2 separate regions of the Mus musculus genome follow, and region 2 is linked to region 1. A link is a contact called in public HiChIP or PLAC-seq data. All regions are on one chromosome and are shown on one strand. Each heading gives the region's core, a stretch centred on a gene start, on an enhancer-like site or on the middle of the called end of the contact. The rest is flanking DNA. Distances are from core to core; before and after follow the strand shown.

Region 1 (7,246 bases), core at 3,644-6,143:
GTGAGTGTGTGTGTGTGTGTGTGTGTGTGTGTGTGTGTGTGTGTTTGTGTGTGTGTTCCCATGTATGTGGGCAGATACACAAGTGTGGATGAACCAGGAACTCCTTAACTTGCCCCAGGGGATTCCATTTGCCAAGCAGTGGGAGTACAGGAAGTTCAGCTGATTTTCTACGTGGGTGCTAGGGATCAAAACCCTTGATACTTGCATGGCAAGCTCTTTTCCTGATGACCCATCTCCTCAGACCTGACACCAGGGTTTGAAGCTCGGCAGAAGCAGGAGCAGGAGCAAGAGGAGGAGCAGGAGCAGGAGGAGCAGGAGCAGGAGGAAGAGCAGGAGCAGGAGGAGGAGCAGGAGCAGGAGGAGCAGGAGCAGGAGCAGGAGGAAGAGCAGGAGCAGGAGCAGGAGCAGGAGGAGGAGCAGGAGCAGGAGGAGCAGGAGCAGGAGCAGGAGGAAGAGCAGGAGCAGGAGCAGGAGGAGGAGCAGGAGCAGGAGGAGCAGGAGGAGCAGGAGGAAGAGCAGGAGCAGGAGGAAGAGCAGGAGCAGGAGGAGCAGGAGCAGGAGCAGGAGGAGGAGCAGGAGCAGGAGGAAGAGCAGGAGCAGGAGGAGCAGGAGCAGGAGGAGGAGCAGGAGCAGGAGCAGGAGGAAGAGCAGGAGGAGCAGGAGCAGGAGGAGGAGCAGGAGCAGGAGGAAGAGCAGGAGCAGGAGCAGGAGGAGGAGGAGCAGGAGCAGGAGCAGGAGGAGCAGGAGCAGGAGGAGGAGGAGGAGCAGGAGGAGCAGGAGGAGGAAGAGGAGCAGGAGGAGGAGGAGGAGGAGGAGGAGCAGGAGGAGCAGGAGGAGGAGCAGGAGGAAGAGCAGGAGCAGGAGCAGGAAGAGAAGCAGGAGCAGGAGCTGGAGCAGGAGTAGGAGTAGGAGGAGAAGCAGGAGCAGGAGGAGGAGCAGGAGCTGGAGCAGGAGGAGGAGCAGGAACAAGAGGAAGAGCAGGAGCTGGAGCAGGAGGAAGAGCAGGAGCTGGAGCAGGAGCAGGAGGAGGAGCAGGAGCAGGAGGAGGAGGAGAAGCAGGAGCAGGAGGAGAAGCAGGAGCAGGAGGAAAAGCAGGAGCAGGAGGAGAAGCAGGAGCAGGAGGAAGAGCAGGAGCTGGAGCAGGAGCAGGAGGAGGAGCAGGAGGAGGAGGAGAAGCAGGAGCAGGAGGAGAAGCAGGAGCAGGAGGAGAAGCAGGAGCAGGAGGAAGAGCAGGAGCTGGAGCTGAAGCAGGAGGAGAAGCAGGAGCAGGAGGAGGAGCAGGAGCTGGAGCTGAAGCAGGAGGAGAAGCAGGAGGAGGAGCAGGAGCTGGAGCAGGAGGAGGAGGAGCAGGAGTGTTTAAGTCCTCTGTGCAGAGGGCAACCTGTATTTTTGTTATTATAAGTTCTGGTGAGCAGGATGGTTCAGACAGATAATTTAAAAGTTGTATGAGCACTTTCTAGCATGAGGTGTCGAGGACTTAGCCTAAGCATGGTGTGACTGAAGAGGAGGGAGCAGGGATGATAACAAAGACAGCAGAAGAAAGACGGAGATGTGGAGAGGCAATGGGAATTCTAATGTGAAAATAATTCCACAATCCAGGATGCTGCCGGTCAGGGGCTATGGGTTTCCAAGAACAAGAGGAAAATGGGACTTTCACTGGACAGATACTTAATGAAGGCCATCAGAAATACAAGACTCGGGGCTGGAGAGATGGCTCAGCAGTTAAGAACAGTGACTGCTCTTCCAGAGGTCCTGAGTTCAATCCCAGCAACCACATGGTGACTCACAACCATCTGTAATGGGATTCGATGCTCTCTTCTGGTGTGTCTGAAGACAGCCACAGTGTAGTCATATATATAAAATAAATAAATAAATCTTTAAAAAGAAAGAAATACAAGACTCTGAGGAGACCCAACAGGCACCCCAATGCGGAAGTAAATCCTAACTGAAAGGAGAACCATGACTGTGCACATAACAAAGTTGACTTGTTTTTAATGGGTCAAAGGGGAAGAGAAATCAGGAGTAACCTGGTCAGATCACAAGAGAGCAGCGCCAAGAAGGACGGAGAGGTAAAAGGATTTTGTTTGCTTTGAGAGAGGACATTAGACAGTCCAGCCAGGTCGGAAACCACCAGATAACAGAGAAAACTAACCTTGAGCTGAAGATCCTTCTGCCCCCGCCTCCAAATCCTGAGACTGTATATTTAGGGCCTTATCACCAAGCCCCAGGATACAACGCAGGGCTTCCCACAGCCTAGGTAAGCACCCTGCCAATTTTACTGTGGACTTGCTGGCTCTACAACATAACTTGGTACCATATTACCAACCAGCAGAAACAGATTCTTCCTCTAAAGATTCATTATACAAAAATATCACACACCAAAACAACTAGACAAGAGGGACACCCTTACGGGACACACACCCAAGCCGCCCCTTGTCTGTGAGGGAGATGGCCGGCATTTTACACCGGGCAAGTGGTCTCAAGCCTCAGCCTGGCTCTTTCTAGCCTCATGAAGAGACTCTTGGTTGCTGGAAGAGGAAACGCGTAATAGGAACCAGTTTCGGCTGGTTAATTGGCCGAGTCAGTATCCAGACAAAGGCTGACATTCCCAACGTGTCCACACGTCTTTTCAATAATACCATCCCAGAAACCCGAGAGCCTGGGGAGGCTCCTCGAATCTGCCTCTCTTCTACCAGGAAATACTTCACTGGAGGCCTACCTGTTGGCCATCAGCTAGGTGGTCACGGGTGAGCCCCCATCTCTAAGCCTCAGTGCTCCCCATTTCGGCAGTGTGGATAATGACACCCCAGATACCTCACAGATAGTAATAAGATCATGGGTCGGGGCGAGGCTCAGTCTGTCCCCTTCCTATTAGGATCACCAGTGAGGGTTTGAGGGAGTAGGGGGCATTGTTCTAGAATAAAGTGGCTTGGTAGTGCATTTTAAAACTTCTCTGCAAGTGCTACGCAGGTCACTTGAGTGCCACCTCTGGGGTAGAGAGAACGGGTGAATAGCAGATTCTAGAGAAGTGAAACGGGCTGGTTAAAAAAAGGGGCGAGTTGGGGTCAATATATCTGGCTGGGAGGGACAGCGGCTTCTATTACTTTTGTCTCTCAGAAAAATATAGCCCCACCCCCACTCCCAGTGCTGCTAGGTCTTTAACCTTTTCAAGAAGAGTTAGAAACTTAAAGAGCAAATCAATAGACTTTGTTCTCTAAAATTTTATCCTGCGTGTGTGTGCGCACGCGTGCAGAGTGCAGGTGCACCACAGGTGCATTGGGTATTAATGAGTGTATGGTGTGGCCAGAGGTCAGTTTTGGAGGTCACTCCTCAGAAGCTGGAGCCATCCAACTGGCTTTTTGAGCCAGGCTCTCTCTCCCTGCGGTCTGAAGCTCACTGACTCCGCTTGGCTGGCAGGCCAGGGAGCTAGCCACCTGGCCAGTGCAAGATCACACGTGTGTGCAAGTGTGTGCAAGCCGTTGAGCCAGTGTAGGATCACATGTGCGTGCAAGCTGTCAAGATGGGTACTGAGGACCAAATACAGGTCCTCGCGCCTACATGGCAAGTATTTTACCAACTGGGCTATTTCCCTAGCCCCTAGGATTGCAGTTTTAAAAGGCAGTAGCTAATTTAAATTTGTTTAGAACAATACAGAACTCTGTGGAGGCTGAAGAAAACGGGTCTCTTCTATTCTAGCACATGGGTCCCAGTCCTGTGGCCTGTGCTTTGAAGACAAGTGGGTCTGAGGTGAACTAGGGTTGGCCCCCTGGCTTTGCGCAAATTACTTAACCTCATGTCTTCATCTGTAAACCCGGAATAGCCATGCCTGTTTCTAAGAGTTACTACAAGAGACAATGAATGAAAACAGGTGGAACCGAAAAGCCCTAGGCACATACCATGGCAAGGGCTTGGTTAAAGCGTCGGCGTCTCTTGGCTCACTGTTTACCACGACACCAAGCTTTCTCAGTTTTGCCACAGACCCTCCACCGAGTCAGGCTTCATTTCTGGGCTCCTGTGTGGCCTTTCCCTCCCAGGCTGTTTCCACCTGAGCTGTAAGCAGAGCCAGGTCCGCAGTCAACTATAATGCTGTGTAGTAGTTTCCCACTGCTGATAGGTAAAGGTAGGGAAGAGAATCTCCGAAGTCACATAAGCCAAACGCTAAACTATCCAACAATCTGTATGCCTTTAGATCACAAGAGTGCAGTTTATGCAGAGACAGCGCCTAAAGAGGACGCCTGACTATCTGAAGGGTGTGAAGTGCTCCAGGTACTGGCAAAGAATTTACCCCAAGCGCTTAGACCAGTAACAGGGTAAGTAGGAACTTCCTGGTAGTTCCCCAACATCTGGGATGCTACAACCTCCGCCTAGCCAGCGCAGGCCAGAAGAGACAGTCATGTGAGCTGGGTTCAAAAGTCTTATCTCTAAGACCCACGCTCTCCCCAGCGAGCTAAACTGGAGACGCTGGTTTCCTGCTCTGCCGGGTCTGGGAAACCGCGCCGCGCTCCCGCTCACCTGCAGGTCGCTCACGGCTTGCTGCAGTGGACTCAGGTACATGTAGGGCTCGCCCGTGCCTTCTCCCGGAGGACCGTCACTGATTGAGATGATGTCCGCGAAGGGCCAGCCGCGCACCTCCTTTATTGTGGAGATAGTGGCCAGCGAGCCCCAGTCTGAGACGTGAGTCACGAAGCGGGCCACGCGCGGCCCGTCTTCGCGGGGTGGCAGCGGAGGCAATCGCCTGTCCACGTCCCAGTCCCCGTGGTCCCGGCCTCCGCGACCCGAGGCCGGCGACACCAGTAGTGCCACCAGCGCGGGCGCCAGAAGGGCAGCAAGCAGGGAACGCGCGAGCTCAGGAGCACGGGCAGCCATGACGCTGACTGCGGAGTCCCTGCCCACCGACCAAACTCTGCCGGGGTAACTATTGCCTGCCCGTTGTTCCGCCCCTCCGAGAAAGCCAATCAGAGATGAGCAGGCAAGAGGGGGCGTGGCTCCAGTGCAACCCAGTTTCCAGAAGCATATGGTCTGTTCACCGTGTCCTGTGATCTGCTCTGTGAAGAGTGCGAATTTGCCCTAAAGAGATATTTGTTTTGCTTGTTTGATTTACAGACAGATAAATGAGGTCTAGAAGAAATTAAGCAACTTCCTAAGTCACAGTGCTAGAAAAAAGCTGCCTGCATGCACGCACACACCTCCTTTTTAATGTCTTTGAGTATGCTTGCCTGGCATCTAAGAGAACGTGAGTTTTCTGTGTGCTCTTTTCTGTTTACTGACTGTTAGCAAGCAAGCCTATATGTAGTACAGTACAGAAATACCGACATGCAGGAACTTAAAAATTCCTGGCCCAGAAGAGTCTTCAGATAAAGCCACTTTGTTAGTTTTCGGTATCCCACTCAAGACTTTGACCTTGTCCATTTGAGACCTGTCAAGTCATCTAGCTCGGTTAAATTCGTGGTTTCATGCATTTATTCTGGCAGATCCTCCAAGCCCGTGGAGGATTTTCATTCTGCTACCCTAGGGAGTTAGAAAATGTATGCAAACGTGTTTGCGTCGTTTTAAAACTGTGGCCACTGTTAGAATCTTTTAAGCCCCACCCATCCTATAGTCTGAATCAGGCCACACCTCTCTGCAGCTCTCTCTCTTCCTAACAGAGTTATGAAGCAGTCCGTGCTTAGCCGCTACTCTTTTTTCTTTCTTAAAAAAATATTAGGTATTTTCTTCATTTACATTTCAAATGCTATCCCGAAAGTCCCCTGTACCCCCCCCTCCCCTACCCACCCACTCCTACTTCTTGGCCCTGGTGTTCCCCTGTACTGGGGCATATAAAGTTTGCAAGACCAAGGGGCCTTTCTTCCCAATGATGGCCGACTAGGCTATCTTCTGCTACATATGCAGCTAGAGACACGATCTCTGGGGGTACTGGTTAGTTCATGTTGTTGTTCCACCTATAGGGTTGCAGACCCCTTCAGCTCCTTGGCAGCTCCTCTTAGTCTGTGGCACCCAGCTCCCTGTCATGTAGGCCAGGATGAACTAAATCATGGGATGTGAAACTTCCTGACACCTCTAAAATGATATAAAAATCAGGCTTAGCCTCTATTCTAGGGACTGGTGTGAGACTCCTAAAGGAGATTTCTGGAAAGATATTCTGAGGTCTGCCTCTAGCTAGCCCCCCACCCCAATCTGGCCCACTACTCTGTCTTTCTCCTGATCTCTGTCTGTCTCTCTGTCTCTCTCTCTGTCTCTGCCTCTCTCTCTCTCTCTCTCTCTCTCTCTCTCTCTCTCTCCCATTCACGTGTGTTGAGGTTTGGTCTTTTGCTATGTATTGTAATGCTAGGTTCTATATGAGAAAGTCTAGCCCTATTAGTGACTTCTCATGCTTACAAGCTTTTGTTGTACAGACCTTGTTCCTTGATTTACATCTATTGGTTAAATAAAATTGGCTGCAGCCAGTCATTGGAAGGATTAGAGGTAGGTGAGACGGGGAAAGAGGAAGAATGAAAGAGGAGGAGGAGGAGGAAGAAGAAGAGGAGAAAGAAGATGAGGAGGAAGAGGAAGAGCAGGAGGAGGAGTAGAGAAAGAGGAAGAAGAGGAGGAGGAGGTACCATGAGCACATGGTCAGGAGAAACAGCAAGTGTCTGGGGTACACCAATAGAGAGGAAGCCAGGCCTGTAGTTAGAAGAGTAGATTAGGGGTCACCCCCAGTATTCATCAAAGCCAAATAAAATAGCCATAGCCTGAGTCTCATTTATTTGTAAGCTAGTCAGAGATAAGCTTAAACTGTTTGTACTACACACATTCTTTTTTGTTGTTGTTGTTGTTTTTTATGATTTATTTTATGTATGAGTGCTCTATCTGCATGTACATCTGTGTGCCAGAAGAGGGCATCAGATCCCATTACAGACGGTTGTGGGCTACCATGTGGTTGGTGAGAATAGAACTCAGGACCTGTGGAAGAGCAGGCAGCCAGCACTCTTACCTGCTGAGCCATCTCTCCAGCCCTTACTCACACCCTAAGTGAAGTTCCTCTCCAGGCTTTAAGGGGAAGCCTGTCCTCCCGTTCAGGCTCCATCTTGTTAGAGCTTCAAAAGCAATGCTGTCTCTGTCTAATGCTGTCCCTCTGGTCTCAGGTCCTGGAGTCCTGCTCAACTGCACAAAAGGACTGTGTCTGCTTTGCTGACAGACTCATGCTGTTCATCTTTTTGGACAGTCACATCTTTGCAGAGTCTTTGCAGGTCTTTGTGACTCGGCCTCT
Region 2 (7,246 bases), core at 2,634-5,133, 40 kb before region 1:
GGGAGGTGGTACTAGACATTGTGGAGGTGGCATCAACTTTCTGACTCCAGGAGGCTTCTCAGTTGGCCTGGGGCCACACCTGAATCATGAGAGCCCTGTAAACCCTCAGATCCCAGAGTTCTGCATATCCATAGTATCCATACGTGTGCATGCCTTAGTACAGGGCTGCTCAAAGCTAAGGCTCGCCCTGAGTCCAGAAGCCATGAGGCTTTGATTCTCACTCTGAGCATGGAGGTTGCTCCATCCTGTGGAGGATCAGGCTTTGCAGCAGGGACTAGGAAGAAGGAACCTGGTGGGAACAACTGAGTCTCCGATGAGTTGGGCCAAAAAGGATAATAGCAGAGCCAACTGACAGGTAGGATCTTCACGGAGAGCAGAGAGTGGGCAGGGCCTGGGAGTGGGGAAACATAACCAAGTATGCTATCATGGAGGGCGAGAAGTCTAAACGGTGTTTGAGGTTGGGAGGCAAGTCCTAAGGGGACATCTGCAGGCCAGGTATCCGATGTATCGATGTCACATGTTCAATCTCTTTCTTACAGAGACAGGCCTGAAGTTTAGAAAACATCACAGAGGAAGTGCATGACAACGCGTGGGTCCATAACGCTTCCAGAGGAGAGACACTCGGCATTTCTACTGCCAGAGGTGATTCCAAGGAGACAATCACACATGTGGTGTCCGAGGCATTCACAGGAATGGGGAACAAGTCCACAGGGACATTATTCACAATGTGTCAAAAGTCAAAGCCATCTAAATGTCCCGTAGGCAGAGGGAACATAAATCACGGCCCTCCACAGGTCCTAAAACTGCTGTCCAGAAGTATTCAACAGCGAGAAGGGATGTTTGTGATTTACTGTCTGGCCAAAAGAACGGTTACAAAATTAAGTGCATGTTTCTCCCAGCCCAGGAAAACAGAGGCCGGCGTGGTCATGAGTTGTGGTGTGCATTTTTTTAAAGAATGTTTTTTTTTAGTTCTATCTTTTTTTTTCTTCTTTCTATATTTTCCAAGCTTTCTATACTATGATTTGACCTCATAAAATATGATAAATAGTATCTCTTAAAGTGTGCGTGTTTGGGTTCTAAACGCAGAAAATGAGGCCTGTTCGATTTTAAGCGGGATGCCGTGGTTTTGCTGACCTCCAGGTCCTGTGCGTTCAGTTCTCGTTGTCTTTATTGTTTCAGGGCCAGGGCGACTTTCTGAGTGGTAAATGACTACTTTTAGGGGCGACAGTAAATAAGCAAGAGCATAAAGAGTGTAAATGTAGTTGGCATTTGTTGTGAGACCAGGACAGTGAAGATATAAAAGCTGAGAGACAGCCTGGCCCGGCAGAGCCCTGGACTCGGCAGACCTAGACTGGCCAAGTCTCAACAGGAACAAACTGAGAACCCCCCTATTTCAGGGGTGATCAATCCCAGCTGTGGCCTCAATCTCACCTTAGCTTTCCTGGCTCAGCCACCAGGCTCGCCATTCTGCCGCCTCCTTACCCAGGACCACGGACATAGAGTTAAGGCCCAAGCGTCTTCAAGGTTCCTGACGGAGCACAGATTCCAAGATATACAAGTGGGAGATGAGAGGGAGGATCAAAAAATGTCCCCCCATCATGCCTCTGCTTCCGGCTATGCTGAAGTGTGGGCCCTTTCTCCCTGGTTGTTCATATTGAGTGCCAGTCGCTTGTTCTTGGATCCCTGGGTTGTGGCAGCCTTCTGCCATCCCTCCTGTCCTATGGCCTCTCCTCCTGCTCCTACCAAGCCAGTAGCTCCTGCTCACTGCTGAGACACAGCTGTCTTCCAGCTTTTCCCCCTTCACACCGATTAGGCCAGAGGCTTCTCTAGTTTTTCACATGTAGGTTCAGATCAGTTGCCAAAGCCTTGAATGTCTACACAAACCAACATCTTCTCAGCCTTCTGCCCTAGATCAGGTCCTCCAGGGGTCAGAGAAGTAGAGACAGGGAGAGAAAAGCCAGGGGGAGATGGATTCTTGGAGCTGACAATAAGAATATGCTCCAGAGATGGACAAGCTGGAGATTGGTTACAGTCAGGTGCAGTCACCGGCTGTCACCATTGACACTTCCCGTATACCCTTGGCCTTTCTACTTACCCAGTCACTAGTCATTCACCCTTTTCAGTTTATAGTACTAGAACACGTTTATTATAGAGCTACCAGGTGCCTGCTTCCACCTGGGCTCTTTATATGCGCTACTTTTAATCCTGCCAACAAGGCCTCAAGGTAGACAGGGTTAATTAAGAAGATTGTTTCAAAGAGGCCAAGGAACTGACCCAAGGTCACATAACTAGCTGTGACAAAGCCAGAATTTTAATTTAGATCATAAATCTATTATCCTATTATCTTTCCACTTCTGCTAAAACTGACCTCACTCAACCCCATTGGATTGTCAGAGATGCAGATGAAAGACAGAAGGAATTGCCAGCAGGGGTGGGGGAACCTGAAGTCAACTGGTAGCCTGGCCGTGGTTGATGGCCGTCCTTGATAGAACCACTTCAGAAACCAATGTTCACATGGCACCTGGCATCTCCAAAGCTGTCATTTCCGTGGTGCTGGGGAATGCTTAGAATTGGATCTGTTGCAGCCTCTTGGTCCATTTGATGACCGAATGCAGTGAGAATAGCCTATCACAGGCTAATCATCACTGAGCAAAAGAACACAAATCACAATTCATCTCCCTGGTTCTCAGCCCCCAGGGGACATTCATGCAACATCTAAAGGCACTTAAGCTTGTCCTAAGTCGGAAGTGCTCCTGACATCTAACGAGAGGAGGCCAGGGATACCATTAAACATTCCACAGCACATGGGACAGGCTTCAACATGACTATTTAGGTCAAGATACTAACAGAGCTAAGGTTGGTTCCTGTTCCCAGCATTCAACTGAGAGGGCCTTGATCCAGCCAGAGATGGACCAAAGGGAGAAGTGTGTCTTATCCTCAGAAAAGCTCAGCTAGGGCTCAGAGAAGCGGCCACATCCTGTTAGGCGAGGCAGTGGGGGCCTTACAGAGTTTTTCCAGCTTGCCGTATTCAAAAGCGGCCTATGGAATTTACATAATTTAGGGGTTAAAACCAGGACTGGAAAATGTAACCTCTAAAAGGAAAACAACAGAAAATGAGAGGTGTGTGTAATAATGGAAGCTGGGGTGTCAGGTTTAGATTTCCCATAAAGCTACCCCTAGTCATACCCTGTCTCTCCAGGCCAGAGACAGGCACCCAAATGGCCCCACATCACTGAACAGAGGGAGAGTCTGGAACTCAAATTCCAACTTCATTGTCACCAATCTTGAGTGCTCACACACACAAGGTTTCCCGTCCATGAGGCAAGTGGGAGGGGCTTTTAAAAAATTATTATTAATAGTTTTCCTCCCATTACCACTGTGTATGCGAAGCTCCTCTGGGTGAGCTTCCGTGTATTATGCTTCACTGGAGGAATAGTCACTATATCGTGAAAGAGAACCATTGAGCTCGATTTATTTTATTTACAACCCAAAGGAGATGATTGCTTTCCAGAGGCTACTCCACTGCATTAAGAGAACAATGCTTAGGACGCTGAGGCAGACCACATGGAACTTTCCAGTTTGTCTTCATCTTTCCTTGACAGGATGCTGGATTTTTCACTCTCAAAAATCAACACAACCTCAAAGACTTCATAAAAGGTGGAAATAAAAATACATCATCCCCTTGATTGACTACAGGGTTTCTGGTGTGAATTAGCAAGGTGGCCCCTATACCACATATGTGCTGTTTATTAACTTTTATCTGATGGTAGACAGCTATTGTAGCACACATGATTTCTCATAATTGCCCCCTCCCTGTTATGTGGAGCGCAACTATTTAGAAGACAGGTGAGCCTTGTATTGTGATGTGCTGTGACTTCCTGAGAATAGAAACCCCTATGACTAAACTCTCCATGAACACAGTGAGTCTGAGAACAATAACAAAAGCTTTTATCACTGGGGCCAGCAGAATCACATTTGATTTTCCATTTCACTTCAGCAAGACAGCGATCTGCCTGGAGGGTGCTCCGCCAACAAATGTATGTCATCTTGACTTTAAGCTTGGGCCTTGTGCTATCTGCTTGTGGAGCAAACCACCCACCCCAGCTCAGTGGCGGCTGGGGATGGCCCCCCGCAGGTGTCTCCCTGCTGCTCTCTGACTGGTGGCTGTTGCTTACCAGTGGGGCTTCCTCCTGAACAGAGATGGAAAACCAAGAGGTGGAGGTAGACAGGGACCCAGGTCTCTGTCTTCTGTTCCCACTATTCTTGACCAAGGTGTACAAAGGCTGACCCACAGGGCCTGTTTTTTTGCAATAAAGCTTTACTTGCATATCTCCTGCTCATTTGCTTGCATGAGTGTGTGGCTGCTTTTGGGGCTATAGCAACAGCATTGAGAAAGTGGGAAGAAACTCATATGGACCATAAGTCCTTCAAGATTTGGTACCTAGTCCTTTGGCCTAAACACTAGGTTACCATTTGAGGATAACCAAGGGTTGACTTTAGGCATCTAGAGAATAGAAAGAAATAAAAACATCAGGAAAAAAAAAGCTAAATATAACTACCTGGAAAGTTAAAGTTAATATAACCACAGTTATTTCATGGCATGAGTCAGGCCCCAGTGGTAGCACAGTATGACTGTCCCTTATGAGCCAACATGGATTCAATGAATGTGCTAGCCACCAAACCCGACATTTTTCATGCAGTGTTAAGTCAGCCCTTTGAGTAGATACTACACAGCTGTTAACAGACAAGGATCCCCAGATCTACAGAGCTTTTAGTTGCCCCAAGAACAGAGGGCTAAAAAGTACTGATGGCAGTACTGTTTGGTTCCAGAATCTAGGCTCTTCAGTGTGGGCTGAGCAGCACAAATGGGGATACAGACAACCTGCCCCTGAAGCAGGAAGGGACGTGATGATGTAGCAGAGTCAAAGGTCAACAGATGCTCTCATCAAGCCCCACATGAGATGCTGCTTTGTTCACACTGTTTTCTCAGAGGTGAGAGGGGCACCCTAATCCAGTTTCTCAAATGTTTGCTGATGGCAGAAAGCTAAAGGGATAAACAGCGGATCCCTAGCTTACCTTCCCAAAGAGGACGTGTTTGAAGCACTTCTCCACTGACGACAGAGCTAGAGCCACCCACCCCACAGGTGGGGCCTGACAGCTGTGACCTGGAAACCCACTCTCTTCTTCCCCAGCTCAGAACACCACACAGAAGACAGAAGAGTCAGGTCCCAGCTGCACGATGGTTTCTCATGCCAGGATCCCTCTGCCAACTCACTGTTCTGTGGGTCCAAGATGGCAGATTTGCCTTGGGAAACAGAGGCCGTGAAATGAATAGAGATGTCTGAAACTCAGATCAAGCCCCACTGCCTGAATCACCAGCGAACTCATTCTGAGACTACAGAATGTGCTTGGTGATGTTTTTCTAAAGGGCAACCCCGGTGTTTCCGAGAGAGAAGGCAGCATCCCTCTGACACGCACTTATTCCATCTTCCGGAGACTGTGCTCTGCAGCTGTGCCAGTCAGAGCAGCATGGGTTAAAAGGACCCCAGGCTGCAAGTGTCCCTCCCTGATCTCGGCCACCAGGCCACCCTAGAAGCAGCTTTGCCTATAGTCCTCAAAGACCCTGAGAGGAATGTGCCTGCATTTAAATGAGACATCAAATCAGGATTGACTCAGATCAGGATCTCTGTGACGCCTGTTACATGGTGCTAGCAAAGCTTCATGCCCCTCTGAAGCCCCCTAGATAACATCCTTAACTGAACGCATGGCCAAGATTAGCGTCCATTGAAAGACGATTCCCAGGAAGCTTTGGTAGATGGTATGGACTGAAATGTAGCCACAAGCCAAGATATGCCAATACCCCAGAAAACTGTCTTGATCTGGGAAAGGAGTGTGAGCAGATTGTCCCTCACGGCCCCCAGAAGAGACAGACCCACTGACACCTTGAGTTTGGATTGCTAGCTTCCAGAACCGTGGAACTGTAGAACAATACATTTTTTGGATCCCTCCCCGCCCCGCCCGTGTGTGTGTGTGTGTGTGTGTGTGCGTGTGTGCGTGTGCACGTGCATAGGCAAGAGGACAACCTTGGTTATTGTCCCTAGATACTATCTACTTTTTTGAGACAGAATCTCTCACTGGCCGGGAACTCACAAAATAGGCTAGGGTGGCCAGCTAGTGACCCCAGGGATCTGTCAGTCTCCTCTGTCTCAAAACTGGTAAAATGTGTGTGTGTCACCATGAAAAAACACCTGGCATTTTTAAAAAGTGGGTTATGAGCCCAGACTCAGGTGTTCACACTTATTTTACCAACTGAGTCATATCGCAGTTTAAATTGCAGGGTTTTTATTGTTTGTTTGCTTGGTTTTTTTTTTTTTTTTTTTTTTTTTTTTTCAAGACAGGGTTTCTCTGTGTAGCCCTGGCTGTTCTGGACTTGTTTTGTAGGCCAGGCTAGCCTTGAACTCACAGGCATCCACCTGCCTCTGCCCCCTGACTTCTGGGATTAAAGGCATGTATCACCATGACTGGTTGTAAATGTCAGTTTTTAAAAAGCCACTACTTTATGGTACATTGTTATTTTGTAGTGGGTACAGAAACCAATACCATGGCTTCTGTGCTTTGAACAGTTTGTCCCCTCAGAGATCTATGTTGAAGGCTTTTAAGCTCATGTATGTACAGTGTATGCATATTTGTGTTCATGTCTGTACACATCTCGAGGCCAGGGATCAAACTTGCACTCATTCCTGGGGGGGGGGGGGGAGACATCCACCTTGATCTTTCTTGTTGGATTTTTGAGTGCTTTTCTTTTTTCTTTTCATTTTTATTCTTCTCTCACTCATTCCATTCCATTTGCAGTTTTCCTTCTTACACAACTCCCAGTCCTCCCCAGATATACTGCTCCTCTGTTTCCCTTCAAAAGAGAGCAGGCCTCCCAGGGATGCCAACTGAGCATGCATATCCAGTTACTATAAGACTAGGCTCACATCAAGGCTGGACGAGGAACACTGGAGGAGGAAAAGGGTCCCAAGCACAGGCCAGAGAGTTGGAGACACCCCTCATTCCCCTTGTTAGAGGTACCTTAAGAACACCCAGGTACACAGTCATAACATATATGCAGAGGCCAAGCCCAGACTCATGCAGGCTCTGTGAGCCCCATATGAGCTCGGCTTAGTTGATTCTGTGGGCCCTGTTCTCATCCATCAGTTTTTGTTTTTCCGAGACAGGGTCTTTCTGTGTAGCCCTGGCTATC

The links. HiChIP or PLAC-seq counts read pairs in DNA pulled down with a chosen protein or histone mark.
Region 2: a BATF HiChIP or PLAC-seq map of CD8 T cells shows a contact between it and region 1, with 6 read pairs. The contact joins the enhancer-like site here to the promoter of Creg1 in region 1. A contact is called at or near these places in 3 of 484 Hi-C or Micro-C datasets (CD4 T cells, muscle stem cells and natural killer cells), 4 of 115 datasets of contacts at active chromatin or transcription factors (CD8 T cells, the SCID.adh cell line, embryonic stem cells and 1 more) and 2 of 9 other capture datasets (adipose tissue and pancreatic islet).

The regions. Positions count from the first base shown.
Region 1 is chr1:165,761,405-165,768,650 of GRCm38.p6, reverse strand. Creg1 (cellular repressor of E1A-stimulated genes 1) reads right to left here and starts at 4,893. Exons shown (of 4, transcript NM_011804.3): 1 at 4,513-4,893. The coding sequence starts at 4,866.
Region 2 is chr1:165,800,073-165,807,318 of GRCm38.p6, reverse strand. The region is part of intron 1 of Cd247 (CD247 antigen); the gene reads right to left. Among named protein-coding and RNA genes, the nearest start is that of Gm23402, 6.0 kb to the left of the region's middle. Within about 2 kb of position 3,883, at least 20 of the 459 cell types and tissues checked have an H3K27ac peak or open chromatin away from gene starts, as enhancers often do. A contact at or near this core is called in CD8 T cells, where this site is marked.